Regions from separate parts of the Mus musculus genome. Here region 2 is linked to region 1. A link is a contact called in public promoter capture Hi-C data. All regions are on one chromosome and are shown on one strand. The core of a region is the stretch at or near the end of the contact, and the rest is flanking DNA. Distances in the headings are between cores, read along the strand shown. Region 1 holds the start of Clcf1 (cardiotrophin-like cytokine factor 1). Region 2 holds the start of Stip1 (stress-induced phosphoprotein 1).

Evidence for each region. Promoter capture Hi-C pulls out the DNA fragments that hold promoters and counts their contacts.
Region 2: a contact with region 1 is called in a promoter capture Hi-C map of liver, with 4 times the contacts expected there. A contact is called at or near these places in 2 of 39 promoter capture datasets (both in liver).

Annotation. Positions count from the first base shown.
Region 1 is chr19:4,211,031-4,218,513 of GRCm38.p6, reverse strand. It overlaps Clcf1 (cardiotrophin-like cytokine factor 1), which reads right to left and starts at 4,276. Exons shown (of 3, transcript NM_019952.5): 1 at 4,014-4,276. The coding sequence starts at 4,029. It overlaps Gm45928 (predicted gene, 45928), which reads right to left and starts at 4,089. Exons shown (of 4, transcript NR_132309.2): 1 at 4,014-4,089. It overlaps LOC102631992 (a long non-coding RNA gene), which reads left to right. Exons shown (of 4, transcript XR_003952884.1): 3 at 2,762-5,464.
Region 2 is chr19:7,035,383-7,042,865 of GRCm38.p6, reverse strand. It overlaps Stip1 (stress-induced phosphoprotein 1), which reads left to right and starts at 2,840. Exons shown (of 14, transcript NM_016737.2): 1 at 2,840-2,986; 2 at 7,161-7,370. The coding sequence starts at 2,978.

The sequences.
Region 1 (7,483 bases), core at 3,027-5,526:
CGCGTGCACACGCGCGCGCGTGCAAGTTCACATGTGTTTTCAGACAGCAGGGTCAGACAGCTGCTTCCTGGACAGACAGGCTCCACTTCTCTCTCTCCATCCCATCTGCAGCCTGTGTTCCTCCCTCGGTTGTCTCCCTAGTGCTTACCTGCCTCTGCTTTTACTCTCTATTCCTTGATCATTGTATCTCCACATATGTCCAAGTCCTCTTCCTCTGTGCCCACCCCTGAGCATCTGGCTAAGCCCCTTGTAGGACCCTGGGGGGATCATGTAGGGAGCAGTGGCTCTTCCAGCCTCAAGACAGCTTTTAGGATGGAGTATGGCTTTGCTGGAAATTAGTGGCATTGCCAAAGCAGAAACTGGAGGCTTGGCTGGCCTTTTTGTTTGACCTGCTGGAGGCAGCCTTGTCATCCAGAACCCTGGATAGGCTCTGTCTGCCCCATAGCAGGAGATATAGTCAGGAACCTAGCGTGAAACTTGTTTCTCCCTCCCTTTCTGGGCCCTGTGGGACATCTCTGGGGAGAATAGCTCCTTACACTGGGACAACAGGGGAGAAAAAGCCTTTGGATAAACAAAAGCTAAGTCATCTGGGCAGAAAAACAGCTCATGAAATTAACCAGACGAGTCCGGTGTTTCCAGGAATATTTCAGTTCTGAGGTAACTATGTCACTGCAAGCTGGGGGGGGGGGGGACACAGGAGAACAGAAGGGGAGCCTACTGGCCAGTTCTAAAGAGAAGCAGAAAGAAGCATGGTAGTCAGTCGTAGAAATCAAAGTGGAGACCAGTAGAGGTGAAAGGGGAGTTGAAGTATAGTCCTATGACAGCTCTGGTCTTGGACAATATGTGCCCATATCTCAGGCAGCCAAGCTGGAAGGCCTGGACAGAGAACACCTGACCTCAGTATGAGCACTGAGCCGGGGACTCACCATGCCCAGGGGTAGGTTTGGTAGACCCCCAGCTCGGTTTTTCTCTCTAGCTCATGATGTATGCAGGTGGACCCCACCATAAGGCTGCATCCCAGGCCCCCTCCCCCAGCCCTGGTCCCCCGCACCACCCCCCCTGGCTGCTGCCCACTGATTGTTTACATCCCCTCTCCTTGTGTTTATAAATCCGGCTGAGCACGTGAGGAGCTAATGAGTGCAGCTCACGTTTCCTGCTGCAGCACCCCTACACTCCCTATCCTGGCCCCTGCCAGGGCCAGCCCCTAATTCTATCCAGATCCCTGGGCCCTGGGAAACCAGGCCCCCCTCATGAACACACACACACTGCCTTATCCGTGGCAAGTCCAAAGGCCACCCCCACATGCTACATAGGCAGGCAGCAGCCTCCCCTCAGCTCCTGGCCCATCCCACAGGCTGACCACCCTCAGTAAGGGTGGGGGGCTCAGCAGCGCAGATGTCCAGGGTAGATGGGGTAGACTTCATCTGGGTCCAGGGGCTAACAGCTGTAAATCCTAATGTTGGGCCCAGAAGTTATACAGTCTAGGCTAAATATGGAGCCAGAAGGAAAGGTCGTACCTTCAGTCCATATCAGAACTAGCATCTGGGTGACTTTGGAGTACACTGAGGGGAACTGAAGGGAGTAGTTTAAAAGTGGTGAGATCCATGTAGGCCCACGGAAACCTAGTCTTTCCACCCTCACTTCTGCAGTCTCAGGTCCCTTCCCCATGGCTGGTGAGGAATGAAGGTAGGGCCTGGAAGCCAGGAGACCGAGCTCTACCATGAACCCACCTGGTAGCAGTGGCTCCCATAGGAGACTGCACTGTGCTAAGGTTCCTCCCAGATGAATCCTATGGGGCTCCATCTTGGTGTCCTTTCAAACAGTCCTGTTTCCCCCCTTCTCTTCCTTTCTAGTCCAAAAGATGGACGGACCGGTGTCAGGGGAAAGAAGCAGCAGGCAAGGCAAGTCTTTCCTTGTGAAGTGAGTCCGGGAGCTGCGCTTAGGCTGAGGGAAAAGCTGCTCCACTATGCCACAAGAGGGCCCTGGGTTTCTCAGGGAGATGAGAGGAAAGCCACTGCTTTCTGGTCAGCAGCCCTCTGAGGCCGCCGGAAAAGAAGCGAAGGAAATAGCCCAGAGCGAGTGTGCGGGTGAACTGGAAAGGCTGTTGTGGTCAAGGATGTACAGGAGGGTGTGGGAGGGGCTGCAGAGAGTGCAGGAGCCAGGGTGTGAACAGGCAGGTGGGATTATGGGGAGGAATGTGAAGTGTCAGGAATCAGTAGCTAGTGTGTAGGGCTGGCTTGCAGAAGTGTGAACTGGACACTTGGGTGTGCAGCCGGGAGCCCATTACTCCAGTCAGCAGACAGTTCTGAGGTTGCCCAGGGACACCAGCTTCCATTTCTAGTTGTTCCTCTTCCTTGAAGTGTGGCTACCGGACACTAGAGCTATAAGGGTGCACCTTGACTGTTAAGAGAAGTCAGAACTTTCGGCTGGTGGTGAGGGGGGCGAACGGGATGGTGGTGTGTACTGACTGGACTGAGACAGATGCCTGTCAGGGACAATGAAAGCCAGAGATTTCCCTGCTCAGATTCAGAGAGAGAGACAGACAGACAGACAGAGAGAAAGAAGAAAGAGAGGAAGAAGAAGAAGAAGAAGAAGAAGAAGAAGAAGAAGAAGAAGAAGAAGAAGAAGAAGAAGAAGAAGAAGAAGAAGAAAGTGAGAGAGAGGTGTGAATGATGTTCCCCACCTCTAGTCTCTCTCTAAGATTCGGTCTGCCGCTGCCATATACATCCATCCTCCTGTCTGCCCTCCTTTCTTTTGGCAGGTTCTTCCTGCTCCTAGGCTCTGGAGAACACGGAGATTGGGGGTCTCCTAGAGGAAAGCCTTCTGCACCCCAGTGTAATAGAAAGGTAGGTGAGAACATGGGTGTGGGGACTTTGAAGAAGCTACGCGGACTTTGCTTGAGGGGATCAGCTCCAAGAACTGGGGCGGTGGAAGTTGGCAGTTCGCTGGCCCTACCTTCTCGACCGTGACCTCTCGATCTCGGACCCCTCCCGGCGGCGATGGCGCCTTCCCCTTGTGTGGCCCCGGCGCCCCCGGCCCCGCCCCCCCGTTCGCTCCCTTCCCGGCGGCGGCGGGGGCGGAGGCGGGGTCCGGGCGTTGGGCTTCGGGGCTCGGCTGAGCCGCTGCCCGCTCCGGCGCGTCCACTCCCTGCCTGGCCCGCCCTCCTGCCACGGGCCGCCTAGCCAGGCAGCCGCTCGAGGGGCTGCCGGCAGTCTCGGCGCTCCCGGCCGCTGACGGACTTTTTCCTGCTGGGTCCGGCCAGGCTGCGTCTCCCCCACAACACCCTCCTGCAGTAATCACTCCCAGGCCACCGCGGGCTCGGGGCCCCGGCCACCCCGCCGCGCCTACCTGCCTCTGGCTCCCAGGCGGTGGGCAGCATGGAGGGCTCCGGCCACGCCGCGCGCAGCGTAGTAACCGGAGTCCCGTGGCGGCCCGGCCCGGCCCGGCCCGGCCCAGCTAGGTTTGCTCTGCCCTCCGCCCTCCTCTCGCGCGCCCTCCTGCCCTCCCCGCGGGCCGAGGAAGGAGTTCAGCGCGGCCCGAGGTGTCGGCCTCCCCCTCGCTTCCCGCTGCTCGGCCGCGGGCTCCCCCTCTGCCTCTCTCCCTCCCTCTTCCTCTCCTGGCCCCCTCCTCCCTTGCGCCGCGGCCCCCCCCCCACACCCTCGCTGCCCGCCTCGGACTCGCTCGCCCCGATTCTGGCGCGGGGCTCTGTGTCCGCGGGTTCCCTGGGACCCCGCCTCGCCGCGGCTCCAGGTGGCCGCCCGTCCAGGTCTGAGGGTTGTCCAGGCTCCCCGCCGCGTTCTCAGCCACCTCCTGGCTCCGCCAAGCGGACTCCAGGAATGCCGCGTCCCCACCCGGCCCCTCTCGAGGGCGCCCGGCCGTACCTCCCCAGCCCGAGCTCTGCTCCCCGGCCCGGCCCGGGCTTGGGGCTCCGAGGGTGGGGAGGAGGACGGGAACCGGATCTCACTGGTGCTGGGCGGGGGCGGAGGCCTCGGCCTCGGACGCCTGGCTCCTACCTGCTCGGAGGTCCATGGGGCTGGGGGCCGGGCCGGCCGGGCGCGGCTCCTCTCCCAGAGGCTGGCGGAGTGGGAGGGCGAGCCGCGGCTCCGGCGAAGCTTTAATAATCCCATCCGCCAGGCCCACTCGCAGGTTTTTTTCTCTCGGTTTCGCATTTTTTTTTCGGTGTGGGACATTCTGCAAACTTTTTTTTTTCTGACGTGTAAAGCTGTAACCACAAATTGTAGCAGCCCTCCCCGGGTGGGGGGAAGAGGGGGGAGGAGGGAAGGGAGGGCTTCTGGGGCTCCTCTCCCTCCCACAACACTGAGGGGGGGGGTGGTGAGGTGAGGCAAGGCTGCGACGGTACCACCCTAGGCCTCCTGGGGGAGGGGGCAGGGAGGGCATCGTCCCTCGGCAAACTCCTGAGAGCTTGGAAAGGGAGCTGGCCTTGGTGTGGGCTTCTTCCTTGGTGTCGGCCAAGGCATGCTGGCCTTCTTCCCTCTGCTCATTGCCGGGTTGAGGGTCCCTGTACCCACTCTACCTCTGCCTCTTCATTCTAACCTTCCCTCCCCCTCCCACTTGAGTAAATGCAATGACACATTCTCTCAAATGCCAGCAAGCTGGCCTCCAAGCAAGTGATGGTGTTTTTCCTGCTGCCCTTTGTCTGGGCTGACCGCCCCCCTTGCCTATTGTCCCGCCACTTGTCCCACTTCCAAAAGCTAGAGCTAAGTGTGGCGCCAGGGGCTGGGGCAGGTGACTAACCAGCTCACAATGCCCCCTGAGGAGGGGAGAGGGCACCAGGGCCCAGCTTCTCAGTCAAGTTCACAAGGGTTTTCATTCTTCCCGGTGACCAGGGAGAGTGCACATGGGTGGGGGATTTGTAATTCATTAATCAGCACAAGGCACCGGACCAGTTTCAACACCAGAGGCTTCACGGGTGACTCAGCGGGAACTCGAAGATTCAAGGCCATGGATAGACCCAGCATCCCGTTAGTGAAAAGCTTCCCCATCGAGACATTTGGCATCCTCTTCCCTTTGGGGGTTTGGGTTGTTGGTTTTTCCGGTGGTGAGGTAGGGGTGGTTTGGCTAAGAGCATTCTCCCTCCTTCCCCTCAGGCCTGGGTTGGGACTTTCTGAGTGGGAGACCTAGGGGACCCATAAGCCTAGACCCTCCCAGGAGGGTCTCCTTTCCTCCTCCTTCCTCCCTCTCCAGAGGGCTGCCAGGGAGAGCGAGGGAGCATGAGAGCTAGTGCAGAGGAAACAGCTGTCATCTGGGGCTTGGAGGCAGCCCCATTCTGTGATTTTTCTTGGGGGACAGTCATTTGGTCCCCAAGTCTTGGGTGCTTGTAGAAGCATTCCACCAATTAAGTCATCTGATAAGTTGCTGTGTTGTTTCTCTGTAGTCTCACCAGGGGTAGATAGCGGTGGCAGCCAGCCGTGGAAGGTGATGCCTGTCTCTGGAATGGCATGAGGTATTCACCCCCCCCCCCACTTCTGCTGGGACCCCTGGGAAAGGAGGGCACTCTGCCAGTCCAACACAGCCCCTCCAGCCTGTGGGTCAGCGTGGGCATCAGTCATGGCCAGTGCTAGTTTCCCAGGGCGGCACTTCCCTGTTCTGCACTGGAGAACTGGGGTGGGGGGGTGGGGGGGTTGGGAAAAAATTTGTTTTCAATTACCTCACTGGAGTGGGACAGACTTTGTTGTTGGGGTGTTTCTTTCTATTTTTTTCCCCTCTTTCCCTTCCTTTCTTTCTCCCTCACCCCCCCCCCCCTTTTCTGAACAAGAAGAAAAAGCTGAGAATGGAGAGCTGGTCTGGGTGGGGGCAGGGAAGTCTAGAGCATCAGTAGCTGCTCTGATGAAAAGTGCCTTGGAGGGGCCCTGTGAAAAGTGCTTAGACCTCCCTCCCCCACCTCCCCACCCCCCACCAGCCAGGGCTCTGGAGTTTCAATGGCATTCTTGGCCAGTGAGCCTAACCATCTCTTGGTGCGCTTGCCAAGGTCAAGAAGGCAGATGCCCACAAGTAAGTGACCCAGAGTGGACCAGGAGGTCCCCCTAGCATCTACCACCCCTTCTGAAGGGAGCAAGGAAGGGAAGGGGAGCAGCTTGGAAGCCCGGCTTGGGCTGTGCAGCTCCACAGCTCACCCCTGGTGGAAAGAAAGGCTTTGCAGACAATGTGGTTTGGATTTGGCTGAGCCCCTCAGCACCTTATAAAGCACCTTGCTGAGTCAGGGGGAACCGCCTGGATGAAGAGAGAAGTAAGGAGGGCTGAAGGGGAGAGAAAAGAAAGGAGAAGGGACCTGGGAAAAGAGAGAGGAGACACAGGGAGACAATAGAATGAGGAGAGTGTAGCAACAGAAGGGGAAAGACAGCAATGAGGAGGAATGGCCTCTCAATGAGGCTGGAGAGGGGAGTGCTGACCTGCTCCACCCAGCTGTGTCTCAGAGGCATTGGCCTGCAGAAACTGGGCAGCTGTTCCCAGTAGATTCAGCCCAGGTTGCGAGCAGACAAACAGCTTTACACATGGCTCCTGGGGCACCCTCTTTGCCTTCTGATTCTTAATGTAGTGACCCCATATTCTAAGAAAGTCAAATTCTCCCTTAGCCCCATGTCTGGACTTGCCTCTCTGCCCTCTCCCATCACCCAGTGAGGGCCACCCCCCAACTCTACAGTGCCAAAGGGAAAATCAGCTCCATCTCCAAGCTGCCGGTGCCCCTCTGCCATGTCTGGGCAAAGGCACCAAGCAAGAAGCTGCCAGGTGGGGTGGGGTGGGGGACAGAGTAAAGACTTCACCTCCTGCCAAATCCCCAATAGGGGTGGGCTGCTGGAATTTGGGGGAGAAGGAAGAAAGGAAAGTGAATCAGGAGAGCCCCCCCAGGGTTTCTGTGGAGCAGGGTGGGGCGGGACAGGTGCTGTCTTCTGGTTTCCAGCTAAAGAGCTAGTGAAGTGCCTGTCCTCCCTTCCTTACCCGTGCTGGCTCTCAGAACCTAGGCAGGGCCCTTCCAACTCCAACAAGCTAGGAGTGGGAGTGGGGGTAGGGGAGAGGCTACAGGAGAAACTAGATACGTGCCCCCAGCTCCAGAAAGCATCCTCATGAAGAGAGAATCATCCCCTTTGTCCTGTTAGGCTGCTTTCGCAGCTTCTGTTGGGATACCCTGTCTCGTAACAAACAAGATGAAATCCCAATATTGCCTTCAAGAATTTGGGTTTGAGGATTTTTTTTTTTTTTTTTTTTTTTTTTTTTTTGGTGTCAGGGTTTCTCTGTATAGTCCTGGCTGTCCTGGAACTCACTCTGTAGACCAGGCTGGCCTTGAACTCAGAAATCTGCCTGCCTCTGCCTCCCAAGTGCTGGGATTAAAGGCATGCGCCACCACTGCCCGGCTTCGGGACACTTATTAAATGCCATTACTCAGCCACAGTGGGAGAGACTGTTGGGCACCAGCCACGCAGCTCCAAGAGCAGCAGGCAGGGTGGAGGGTGAGGCTGGGACTCAG
Region 2 (7,483 bases), core at 1,591-4,090, 2.8 Mb before region 1:
GAGGACAGCTATGCTAGGCTGTCTGTAAGCATAACAGAGTATCGTTAATAGTGTCAGGGATTAGTGCTTGCCTGTGGGATGGGCTCAACTTGTGCCAGTCATTGGCCATTCCCTCAGTCTCTGCTCCATCTGTGTCCCGGGGCATCTTGTAAATAGGTTTTTTTTTTTTTTGGGGGGGGGTTGGTCTCCTTATCACCTCCACTAGGGGTACTGCCTGGCTACAGGAGGTGACCTCAAGTTCCATATCTTCTCATTTTTAGTTTGTTTGTTTTTTTGATTTTTTCGAGACAGGGTTTCTCTGTAGAGCCCTGGATGTCCTGGAACTCACTTTGTAGACCAGGCTGGCCTCGAACTCAGAAATCCACCTGCCTCTGCCTCCCGAGTGCTGGGATTAAAGGCGTGCGCCACCACACCCGGCTTCTCATTGTTAGGAGTCTCAGCTAAAGTCATCCCCATAGCTCCTGGAAGCTACCCCTATCCCAGGTCTCTGTCATCTCTCTCTGTTTTTTTTTTTTTTTTTTTTTTTTTTTTGAGACAGGGTTTCTCTGTGTATATCTCTTAGCTATTGCTCCAGTACCAGGACTGCCTGCCTGCTCCCATGCTACCCACCATAGCAGTCTTAGACTTACTCCCTGGAACTGAAAACGTCAATAAACTCTTTTGTAAGTTGCTTTGATCATGGTGCCTCTTTAGAGCAATAGAAAAATAACTGGGAAACACAGCTTTTATTAAGTTTTTATTTTATTTTTATTTGTTTTTTCAAGACATGGTTTCTCTGTGTAGTCCTGGCTGTCCTGGAGCTCACTCTGTAGACCAGGCTGGCCTTGACTCAGAAATCCACTTGCCTCTGCCTCCCAAGTACTGGGATTAAAGGCGTGCACCTACATGCCCGGCCCTTGTCATTATTTTTAAGGTTTAAAAAAAAAATGCATTGTCAAACCAAAAAAAAAAAAAGCCGAAGCCGGGCGCGTGGTAGTGCATGCCTTTAATCCCAGCATTTGGGAGGCAGAGGCAGGCGGATTTCTGAGTCAAGGCCAGCCTGGTCTACAGAGTGAGCTCCAGGACAGCCAGGGCTACACAGAAAAAACATGTCGGGGGGGGGGGCGGGGGGGGGGAAGCATTGTCGGCCTTGAAGTGGTGATATATCTCTGTTGTGTGTGTTCAAGGACTCAAACTCAGGTTGCCTGGCTTGCTTGGTTGGGGAATAAACACCCTTTACCACATTTTCAAGCCATCTCAAGCCCTTCCCTTCCCCTTCCTTCCATTTTTTTTTCTTCATTTGCTCAGGCTGGCCTTGAATTCTGATCTCCCTCCCTTTTCCAACTCCCAAAATTTGGGATTGCAGTCATGCACTTTTTTTGTTGGTGGTGGTGTCTTTGTTTTTTTCCAGGCTGGGTTTCTCAGTGTAACAGAACCCTGGCTGTCGTGGAACTCATTTTGTAGTCCAGGCTGGCCTCCAACTCACACAGATCTACCTAACCCCCAGCCCCCATCCCAGTGCGGGATTAAAGGTCCACTCCATCATGCCTGGCTTAATCATGCACTTTGTATACATGCCTTTTGTAATTAAAAAAAAAAAAAAAAAAAAAAAACAACCAAAAAACCTAACCTTTGTATTTTCTTTTTGTCAAACAGAAGGTTGGAGGCTCATGGGTAGAGGGCTTGTGTAGCACAGACAAGACCTTTGTTTCTATCTCCAGTCACCCAAAAAGTACTCTTGCCACATTTGGCTCACACCTGTAATTTCAGCACTCTGCCTCTTCCCTCTCCCTCTCTCTTGAGACAGGGTCTCACTATATAGTTCTGGTATGGATAGCTCTGGCTGTCCTGGACCTCACTATGTAGATCAGGCTAGCTTAAGAGATACACCTGCCTCTGCTTCCTGCGTGCTGTATGCCACCACCGCTCATTTCCTCCGATCTTAAGTGAGGCAGGAGAAAGAACTAGGTAGGCATAAGTGAACAGATAAGGGGTAACCGGATGGAGAGGGTATGCATTGGTGCTACTGGCACAGACATGGCACCGCACAGCCCACGTTCCTTATACAAATCCTGTCCAGACCCCTGATCATCAGTCTCTGTCGTTCCATAAGCTACACGCTAAGCCTGCAACCCAAGTAGCATTTCTGCTGGCAGGCCATGGTGACCAAAGCTTGCAGCTGAGTTCAGAGAGTAAGGGCCAAGCAGCCGGTCCGCCAGGACACTGCCGGAAAAGCGGAGGCCTGTCGTGGCCCGCAGCATTTTGGGAACATTCAACGCAGGCCCGTCATAGCCCGCAATATTTTGGGTACATTCCGGGCCTAATAGTCAGGATGCGAGGAAGCGCGGGCCAACAGTCTCAGACTCAGGGAAAACAGCTTGTAACGCTGTAGTTAAAGCCTAGGCGACACCGGGCCAGATGCTCGACTCCCCACGAACCACCAGCCAGCCGAGCACCCCCTTACAGGGCAGCGGCATAAACCAATCAGCGCCAGGAATGGCCAAATTTTTTTTTTTCCCCACCCATCCACCCAATTGAATGTTTCCTCTGAAAGGCGGTTCCGTCTAGGAGTCCTTCAGCCCAATGAGAGTTGTGGAAATTTCCAGAAAGAACAGGACCAATGGGTGCGGCCAGGCCAGCTACAATTGACGGACTAACCAACCAATCCGTGTCGTCAAGACCCGCTCCTCCCTCAGTTAGCCTAGCCCTGAAATAGGCGGGACTTGCCGCGGAGTGTCCAATCCGGAGGTGCAGAGGAGGCAGGGCTGAAGAGAAGACCCGTAAAAAACCAATGAAAGAGAAGTCACGATGATTGACTGAACTTTAAGCCTATAAAAGGGGCGAGCAGAGCCTCCTGGACGTGTTCAACCAGTGAGCAGGCGAGGAAGGGGCGGTAACCTGGGGGTCCCGGCAGCTTCTAGTAGGTTCCAGAAGGCGGCGCGTGCGGTTGGGAACGCGGAGCGGACGAATTCGATTCAACGGGGTTCCGGGCCAGGCTATGGAGCAGGTGAAGGGGGAGGGGCGGCCGGGGCCCCGGGGCAGCGCAGGCCTGTTGGCGGGGAGAAGCGAGTGGTTGGGGGGCCGGGTCGGGCGGCCGAGGCGCGGGCGTGAGAGCCGCGGTCGGGCGTGTGAGGGGAGAATGGCGAGCGCCCGTCGCCCCCGCGACCCGCCGAGTGGAGCGGGAACAGGCCTGGCCGCGGCCGGGCCCCGAAGCTTCTGGGGGCCGGGCCTCCTCAGCGCGGAGAGGCCCCTGTCGGCCGCTGCGAACTTGGAGGGATCCGGTGACCGATCACCCCAGCAGCCTTCGGGGTACACGGCATCTGTGTGCGCCCGGGAAAAGGACCCGCGCGACTGCAGAGAAGGCGGGCGCGGACAGTGTCACCAGGGCTCCCTGAGGCATACATATGTCGCCCCTCCCCCCACTTTTCGTAGTGACTGTGGGGTGACTGAGTATCCGACCCTTGGAAATTCCGTTCCCGATTACACAGGATTTAGTGGTTTTAGACAGTTGTGAGCCGATAGTGAGGAGCTAGAAGTCCCTGTCTCTACCGCTCAGCATCTGATCTGGGGCACAGAGGGAAACCTGCCGTCCTTACCTTGGTGATTTAGCTCAGGCTACAGTGGCCTGCATCTGAGGCCTGGAGAGGTTTTGTTACCTTGGAAGCTGTCATTGAACCGTTGTGATTCATCCAAACACACACATACAAAAAGAGCACAGCTTACTACTACTTTTACTGTGATGTATAAAGTAAAACCTTTTGTTCTGGAATAGTCACTGTGAGGGACCGTGGGGCCTCTCACCTTGTTAATAAGACTAAATGGAGAGGTTAATCAACTTTCTGTACCCTTGGAGTAATTAAACTGTAACTGCAGTACGGACAAGAGAGACGCTTTTTTGGTATGAGTAACACCTTGCTCTGTTACAACAAAAAGAGGTTGTTTTTCATTATCATTCATTCATTCATTGTGTGGCACTAGGGATCAAACACAGGGCCTGAATTTAGAGCTATGGTCTACCCCGTCCATCCTCCCCACCCTCCTCAGTGGGGAAAAATCCTGCCAGCCATTATACAAGTGTGCAAGTGTTCCTGTGGACTGCAAACTTACAGTAAGATGACAAATTTGAGCGTTGGGCTTAGAGATGGCTCAGTTGGTTCAGCGTTTGATGTCTAAGGATGAAGGCCTGGGTTCCGATTGCCTTTACCCACTAAATCGGTGAGGGGAGGGGAGACCCGAGCATCTCAGGCCTGTCTGTGAGCTCCAGATTCATTGAGATTCTGTCTCAGAGTAAGGTGGAGAGTGTTGGAGGAAGACCCTGACTTCCAATGTCTGCCCCATGCACTAGCATATACACAAATGCGTTTGAATATTGGAAATTGTACATTTGAGCCAGGTGGTGGTGGCATAAGTAAGCCTTTAATCCCAGCACTTGGGAGGCAGAGGCAGGTGGATTTCTGAGTTTGAGGAGAGCCTGGTCTACAGAGAGTTCCAGGACAGCTAGGGTTATACAGAGAAACCCTGTCTGGAAAATTGTACATTTGAAGAGTAGAATTCCAGGTAACTCCTACAGTGACACATAGTTTATATTTTAAGATTTAATTTTGCTAGGCATGATGGTGCACTCAATGAGGCAGAGGCAGGCTGATCTCTGAGTAAGTAAGTGGACCACCAGAGTTGTATAGTGAGACCCTGTCTTAAAAAATCCCAAAACATTATTTCTAATGCCCGGTGTGGTGGCACAGATCTTCAATCCCAACACTTGGAAGGCAGAGGCAGACAGATAGACAGCTTTGTCTATATAGTGGAGTTACAGGTCAGCTATAGCTACATAAAGAGATCCTAACTGCAAACAAAGACGAGGGGTTTTTTTTTGTTTGTTTGTTTGTTTTCAAGACAGGGTTTCTCTGTGTAGCCCTGGCTATCCTGGAAATAACTCTGTAGGCCACACTGGCCTTGAACTCAGAACTCTACCTGCCTCTGCCACCACTGCCCAGCTCAAAGATGAATATTTGTGTACTGTGTACTCTTTTTCTCCCTTGACCTTCCTGTAAAGGAATGTCATATTGGCAGTTTCCTGTCTGTTCCTTTATCTCTCCTGCATGTCATCCTCCTTTGCTGAGAATAGGGTCCGCTGCCTCTTCCTAAGTGTTGAGATTGCAGAGAAAAGCCAGCTTACATGTGCATTGGGACCTCTGTTCTGTGAAAGTTTCTAATTGGTGTACCTTGGGATTCTAAACGCATTTGCAAGAAGTACATTCTATGTCAGTCTTCTGAATCATGAGTAGATGATCATTCCATAATAGGTGCTGTAATAATTTCACTACAGCAATCTCCTTCTTCCACCTCATAAATCCTGAAATAATAGGTATATGCCACTGTGCTTGGTGCTGGGGTCCAACCTGGTGCTTGGGCTATCAAGTGAGCTACATGCCCATCCCAATAACATAAGTAACATCCTACTCATGTTCACTCTATTCTTGGCTTTAAAAGGGAGCGGTGAGTCTGTGGTAGTTTTAATCCGAGCACTTGGGTGGCAGAAGCAGGCAGATCCCTGAGTTCAAGGACAGCCAGGGCTATGCAGAAACCCGTCTTGGAAAATCTGCGGTGGTGGTGGTGGTGCTGTGAAGCTGTTTTTCCATAGGTACCTTATGTCCGGTTGTTTGAGTTGTTTGTTGTTTTTTCCTTTGGAGATTTGAGTTTTTATGTAGCCCTAGGTATCCTGGAACTCAGATTGTGTGCCTCTGCCTCCCAAGGCATAGGCTACTACTGCTCTGCAGTGTGACGTTCTTGACCTTCTGTAGGTCAACAGAGCTAAGAAAAACCCTTTACACACACACACACACAGATAATGAAAAGAAAAGCAACTAGACCTCTAATCTCAGCTAGTGGGAGATCAGAACAGGAAGATCTCATCTCATGTTCAAGGCTAGCCTTCTAAATTCAACTGAGACCCTATCACAAAGTGTTAAAAAGGGGAGGGGGCAAAAGACTAGGGGTGTGGCTTTGACTATGGGAAAGGAAAGTCAGTACTCTTAGACAAAGTCTCTTTCACTTTTTTAAAAGATTTATTTATTTACTATATGTAAGTACACTGTAGCTGTCTTCAGACACACCAGAAGTGGGCATCAGATCTCATTACGGATGGTTGTGAGCCACCATGTGGTTGCTGGGATTTGAACTCAACCTTCAGACGAGCAGTCAGTTCTTTTAACCACTAAGCCATCTCTCCAGCCCAAGCCTCCTTTACTTTATGAAGCTTCTTGGAAATGGAGAGAATGGGATTAGATGATATTTGTCTTCATCCTCTTACCCACTTCCTGATAACATCATGAGTGGATGGGGACTAACATTGGTGGGGACTAACTCTACCCTTAAGGGTCAGCACAGTAAGTACTTTTTGGCTCTTGCTGATAATGGGAAATGGCAGTAGAGCCACAATGAGCATGGAAGAACAGGATCCTCTTATTCTGAAGCTTCTAGGACTTAAGGGCATGATGGGCGAATGCAGGTGTGCACATATGGCTGTTAGAGGTTAACTTGGTGGGGTTGGTTCTTTTTCATCCTTTGCTGTCCAGTATCTAACTTAGATTGTCAGGCCTGAGGGTTTTTTGTTTGTTTGTTTTTCTTCTTTGTTTTGTTTTAATATTTATTTACTATTTATTTTTATATGTAAGTACACTGTAGCTGTCTTCAGGCACACTAGGAGAGGGCGTCAGATGTCATTAAGGATGGTTTTAAGCCACCATGTGGTTGCTGGGATTTAAACTCAGGATCTTTGGAAGAGCAGTCAGTGCTCTTACCCGCTGAGCCATCTCTCCAGCCCCTTTTTTTTTTTTTTTTTTTTTAAATCACACTGAGACATTTAATTAGGGCCCTGTTTCTATATAACTTGGAACTCAGATTCCTTCAGCCTGAGCCTTCTGAGTACTGGGAGTGTAGGTGTGTGCCACCATGTGTCCGGTCAGTCATGTATCTGAGCATGCCTCTGCTTTGTTTTTGTTTTTCTCTCTGCTAGTTTCTAGAGGTGTAGAAGAACATGGATAGATTAGCATTTTTCTCTTATTGATCAGTAGCAGCCAACTAGCTGATACTTTGGAAGAATAAGTAAAATCTAACACCCTAGGGGAGAGAAATCAGTTCTGTAGGGTGAAGCTGTATTGATGCCTGCCTTTCCTCCTCAGGTGAATGAGCTAAAGGAGAAGGGCAATAAGGCCCTGAGTGCTGGGAACATTGATGATGCCTTACAGTGCTACTCTGAGGCAATTAAACTAGATCCCCAGAACCATGTGCTCTACAGCAATCGCTCTGCAGCCTACGCCAAGAAAGGAGACTACCAGAAGGCCTATGAGGACGGCTGCAAGACTGTTGACCTGAAGCCTGACTGGGGCAAGGTAAGCTGAAGAGTTCTGCTCTGTACAGTTTCCTAAGGATCTTGTCTGTAGTTCCTAATTAGTAGGTCCTCCTGTCCTGACTATAGGTTGCTCCTTTTGGCCGGCCAGCCTAC